2 separate regions of the Sus scrofa genome follow, and region 2 is linked to region 1. The links are chromatin contacts, called in public HiChIP or PLAC-seq maps. All regions are on one chromosome and are shown on one strand. Each heading gives the region's core, a stretch centred on a gene start, on an enhancer-like site or on the middle of the called end of the contact. The rest is flanking DNA. Distances are from core to core; before and after follow the strand shown.

The links. HiChIP or PLAC-seq counts read pairs in DNA pulled down with a chosen protein or histone mark.
Region 2: an H3K27ac HiChIP or PLAC-seq map of skeletal muscle shows a contact between it and region 1. The contact joins the promoter of UAP1 here to the promoter of HSD17B7 in region 1. A contact is called at or near these places in 3 of 5 promoter capture datasets (fetal liver, fetal skeletal muscle and liver) and 2 of 2 datasets of contacts at active chromatin or transcription factors (alveolar macrophages and skeletal muscle).

What each region holds. Positions count from the first base shown.
Region 1 is chr4:87,741,524-87,744,439 of Sscrofa11.1, reverse strand. HSD17B7 (hydroxysteroid (17-beta) dehydrogenase 7) reads left to right here and starts at 1,525. Exons shown (of 9, transcript NM_001185137.1): 1 at 1,525-1,559. The coding sequence starts at 1,525.
Region 2 is chr4:87,992,395-87,995,335 of Sscrofa11.1, reverse strand. UAP1 (UDP-N-acetylhexosamine pyrophosphorylase) reads left to right here and starts at 1,304. Exons shown (of 10, transcript XM_001928643.6): 1 at 1,304-1,555.

The sequences.
Region 1 (2,916 bases), core at 276-2,775:
TGTGAAGCAAAAATTGCTGCCAGTGTCCTGCCTGCTGTTGGCCATACCCAGTGGGATGTCACTCCAGGATCTTTGCCTCTGACATGTAAGATTCCCCATATAATAAATCATTGATGCCTCTGTTGCTGACTTATGGTTCTTTCCTCTATCTAGTGACTGGGCAGTTGAAAGGATTGCAAGACTGCAGCCCTGTATGAAGTTTATTTTAGGACTTTCAGAAAATATTGTTAAATTGTGGTCTCTTCACAACAGTTGAAAATGGCATAAGGATAGGAGCTGAGTTCCACCCAAATAATAAAGTATTAATGATTTAGAAATCAAATCTTTAATAATCACATTTATTCTTTCAATCTAATTTTATTGGTATGAGTTATCTAATTCTAAACTAATATCAAATTAATCAAAAGCTCTAGGATATTCAAAAGCCAATATAAATGTCCTGTCTTACATCTTTCAGAGAACAGTACTATTCAAAAAGAAAACTTTGAAAGAGGCTATGAAGTAAAGTATGTTCCATAGTTTGATACATGCAGTAGTGTTCCTTAGTGTGGGCCTGGATTGGTGACAGTCCCACACTAAGGACTGTTACCAGTCCACGATAAATCCAGAAACCTAAACATTAGAAACTTTTTTAACAGTTTGGCAGAGTACTCTTTTTGCTTTTTCTTTTTACAGCGACATCTGTGGCATATGGAAGCTCACATTCTCCCAGAGACAAGGGCGGGTCCTTAACCTGATGAGCTACAAGAACTTCTGGCAGAGTACTCAAGTCTGTTGAATCTAATTAAAAAAAAAAAAAAAATGAGGCTTGTATTTTGTATGCCTTTTTCTTTCATTTTCTAGGGATTTATTTTTATTGTATATTCCAAAAGTACCTATCTGGGATGGCTTGGAAAAACGAAGAGGGTCCTTCAGCACAAAGAGTAGGAGGCACATTAAATAGGAGACTACAGTATACGACCCACTATCTCCTATGGAATCCGAGAGTCTCTGATTCCACATCATATTCCAAGTTTTGGAAATTGGTAATTCATGCATGAATAAAATAATAAAATAAAATAAGGAGCTCTGGTGCAAATATCCTGAGTTCCTGCGGTGAAGTGCCAATCCTAGGGGACAGGGTATGGTCCCTATGCGCTCCTGGTACCAGCGCTCCTATGCCCCCGACTGGACGCAATTCCCAACCACGCAAACGCCAAAGGCCTCCGGCGCGTGTAAGGTCATGGGCGGGACACCTCCGCCCAAGAGGGGCGGGGAGAGCCCGGATTGGCTCGGGCCTTGTGCGACACGAGGCTCCACCCCTCGGCCTATCTCACTCCATCCCCGCCCAGGAGCCGGGAGCCAAAGGCTGGCTGCGACTGAGAAAGGGCCCAGCGGAGTCGATGACGCAAAAGGGAGGTGGGGCCTCGTCAGTCCCTGATTGAAGGGCTGGGGGCGTGGCCTGGGCGGGGCGTGGGTCAAAAGGGCTTCCGAGAAGCTTTGCCGGATGCCTGCTTGGCTTGCGCTGCATTGGTGTGTGAGACGATGCGGAAGGTGGTACTGATCACCGGGGCTAGCAGGTAAGGTCTTTGGTTGCCTGTCGGCTGGGCGGGGGTCTGAGGGAACAGGAAGTATCGCGCCGCGATGACTCGCCCCTGACCGTCCCGGGAGCTCCCTTCTCTTACCTTGCCTCTGTGGGGACTCTGACTGAGACCCTGTCCCATTCTCTCCTGGGTCCTCCACTGCATGGGATACCAGGCGTTCCGGCCTCTTGAAGTGCTCAGTATCTGGTGCTTTGCATTAAATATGACAGCAGAAAGAAAATAGAACGCCACTAAGACATGCGTGTTTCTGTGATGATCCTGTTCATATCCAGGAAAACGGCGCTTCCCACGCAGACCTCGCCCCCTTCCGACTTTCCCATCACTTTTTACCATCAGTGCCTGGGCATTTTGCCTGTGACCAGGTGGCTGTATCACTCCAGGTGTTTTATCTGTGCAGGACTTCCGACCCTAGATAAATTTCAAGGTCCATGAACATTAGAACAGTGGGGGGAGAAAATCACATTCCATGTGCAGATCTAAAAATGTAGTATATTTCTCCAGGAACTCAGAGAAAAGGAACTTTTTCCTGTTAAGGCATGGAAGAAGTGCAAGTAACCATTACTGCCAGTGAGTGATTACTCCAAGGTTGGTCATTTGCATTTCAGTGAAAAAGTGTGTGGAGGATGAAACTAACCAAACCACATTCGTTGTTGTTGCTTTTGGAGTTTTGAGGGAATTAAGACTGAAGCTATGTTAAATGGTATTTAAAATTAGTTCGAAATTATGTCTGAGCTGGTTACAAACCCAACACAATGTCCATGAGGATGTGGGTTCAGTTCTGGTCAGTGGGTTAAGGATCCTGCTGAGGCTTGGACAGAAGATGTGGCTCAGATCCACTGTTGCCCTGGCTGTGGCATAGGCCTGCAGCTGCATCTCCCATTCAACCCTTAGCCTGGGAACTTCCATATGCCACAGGTGTGGCCATAAAAAAAAAAAAAAAAAAAGTAAATACATAAAATTAGTTTATTTTTACTTATCTAGCCACTTCCATGTTAACTAAGCCAAACCTGGTAGGTGTCTGTGATGTACAGAATTTTAGTGTGTCTTCTCTCTTGAGTGATCTTAACACCTGGTATGGTGCTTCCTATGTTGAAGTTGCTCAAATAAGTCAGAATTGATTTTGTGTGTTTGCTTCATTTGTATATATTATGTGTAAATATACACTTATAGTAAAGGCCTGTTCTTAAATGAGAGTGAATAAAAATATATTTGATCCTCTGTTTGGAGGGCCAACTGATTGCTGATGGTGCTAGGCCCTTTGCCTGGATCAGCTTACGTTTTGGAAGAAAACTCATTTACTCAGGTTTCCATTGCCATAAGCCAGCCTGGTCTG
Region 2 (2,941 bases), core at 55-2,554, 250 kb before region 1:
TCTACATTCTTTTCTTATATTCATTGGTTTAATCCTCATAACAACCCAAAGGGACCATTTTTATTACTATCTGTGTTTTACAGATAAGAAAACTGATGCCTAAGAGTTAACTTACCAAAGATACCAAGCAATAAAGAAGCTGCAGTTCTGTCTTAAGATCCCATGCTTATAACCACTATACTATAAATTTTTCAAACAAATAGATGACATTCTGAGATCATGTAAGATAGAGTATTCAACCTTCCGAATGTGTATCTACAATCATTACTTAGCCAGTGTAAATTTTTCTGTTAACTTAGTGCAGTGCATGATTTTGAAATTGCTGAAAAAAATTAAAAGGCCCTTGCGCTAAAGAAGAAAGAAGACAGGCACCTAAAATGCCTGAAATTCTTTTTAGGTATTTTGTTAAATCTAGATGTTTTTGGTATTTCAACATATTGGACATATTGCAAAAACTGTGCCAAGTGCTATGTAACTTTTAACATAAACACAGCTTTTAAAGGTACAGGGCCGAGCACATAATCTGCATGCGCACTTCCACACAAGGTAATATGTATACAGGCAATTATAAACAGTGGCACTGCAATGGCCTTGGAGGTCAAGCAGTCCAACCACCATTTTCGTATCAAATGCTGATGCCCAAGGAGGTTAAGTTCACAGTCCTGCAAAGCTTACACCTGGCTTCAGTCTCACAGACTCGGTTTTCATTTCATCAGGTTACCTAATACATTTGCTTGCATTTCCTCTGTTGTTTATTTTGTGCCTCACGTGCTTAAGACCTGAAACACCATAAAACAGAAAGACGATGGGGCCCCGCCTATCTGGCCAAGTCAATAGCTAGCCCAAGGTCAGAGGGCAGGCCCGGTCCACCCTCCGGGTTCTGCGCTGGGATGTCCGCCGCCCCTCTTTCGCAACTTTCGGTGTGGGCGATCGGAAATCCGCCACCCGATGACACAGCTCTCCACCCCACTTCGCGGTCCGTTTCTGGAAAGGTGGGACGTCCTGAGCCGCGGTGCCAAGAGGCCGAGGGACGTCACCTCGCGGTACCACACCGTGACGTCAGGGCTCTTAGGACCCGCTCACGATACCTAAGTGGGGCTCCGGCGTCGCCCCTCCCAGCCGACGCAAAAGACACCCCTCCGGGACCAGGAGGGAGCTCGCGGGGTAGGGAGGGGAGGGCGGGAACGGGGCGGCCTGCAGACTGGACCCCTGAGCTATCCCTATTGGACCGGAGAATGAGTGACGCGAGAGGTCCCGCCTCTCCTCGCCCCGCCCCGGCGCCCCTCTCGGCGCGGGCCTAGTGCTTGCGTTCTGGGCGCTGACGTGTCGGGGCGGGTGACTTCGGCTCCTCCCCGTGCGGGCAGCCACTCGTCGCGGCGACAGAGGGGCGGGGTGGCCGGGGCCGGCGCTCCCCCTGGCCCCTGCTCCCGGCCCGCCCCGCCGCCCCGGCCCCCCGGATGAGGGTATATATTCGGAGCGGGCGCGGGAGGCCGATGAGTGGCCGCGCCGAAGGAGCCAGAGCCGGGCGGAGCAGCGGTCGGTCGCGCCGAGGGAGGTGAGGGGCTCCCAGCCCAGTGGCTATCTCTTTCTCCCCGCCACCCTGGAGGAGACGGCTGGACCGGGTCGGGTGGGGGCTTGGTGCAGCCACGCACACGCTTCCACGGCCACGCGCACAGACGTGGACACGCGGCGCGCCTACGTGCTCTGAGCCAACAGCCTGGCACACGCCAAGGAGCCCGCCTGCCCACCCACACCACTCCCCGCATGCCCATCTGCGTTTCTCAACCTTGGCAATCCGCTGGGAGTGCTGGGATGCGGGCGCCCGGATGGCCTGGGGGCTTTGGGGAGGGGGTTTGGGGCAGTGTCTGGATTAGGGGTTTGCCAAGCGGTTGGGAGTGGGGCCTCACCTGGACTGGGATAGGGGCCTTGAGGCTCTCATGCTAGGGCCTTGTGGACAGTTATGCCCAGCTTGGGGGTGGGGTGCCACAGTGGGGACCGGTCGTTGGAACTGTCCGGTGGAAGCGAGTTGGGGTGTCTTGAATACATGAGGAAAATAATCCGAAAGCGTTTGCAGTAAGGATTGGTGATAACCTGTGGGGGACGTGAGAGTGGGACAAAACCTGTTTGCCACTTTTGTTTTGATTTGGTAAGGGGAGAGGGTTGAAATATCTGGTTTTCCCTTGCCGTGACCAAGCAGAAGAATGGGCTTGAAGGGTTGAGAGCAACATGTTCTGAACATATGGCTTCCTGAGGATTTTATTAAGTTTGGCCTGACGCTATGCTATATTTATTTGTACATGGAGTATGAAATCTGAAATCAAGTAATAATGATTATGATAATAGTTATATATGATTATGTAGTGCCTTTCCTTTAAGTCCTTTCAGGTGAAATGCACTAGGTGTGGGCTGTGTTCGCAGGAAACTGGAGGTAGTTTATATTCTTTCACTATTACTGAGTTGGCTTATTTAGCTGGGGCTGAAAAAGACTTCATTGTAAATGCTCCTCCCCAAGACTACTTTTCAAAAGCTCTAAGAGGTTTACATATCAGTTGTGGGGGGAGGAACATAATATTTCAACAGAGATGAGGGTAGGAGACCAGAAAAGGAGGGGGGAAATACTGAATTTCTTTTATACTGGAATTTAAATTCTAATAACAGTATATTTGATAATGGGGGACTATTAACAAATATGCCATTGATTTTTTATGCAGATGCATTAGGCTATGGGCATATAGCAAGTTCTGTCATAATTTCTAGATCTTCAGCTTTTTCAGACGTTGGTTGTTAAAAATCCTAGCCTAATTCTCCGATTCACTATTCTTATCATTATACACATGCACACATTTCTTGTCAGAATTAATGGGGAAAATGGTACTATTTTCACGGCATGGAAGTGATTACATCTGTTTCATCCTGTAAAGTTTCCTCTCCTACTTGTCCT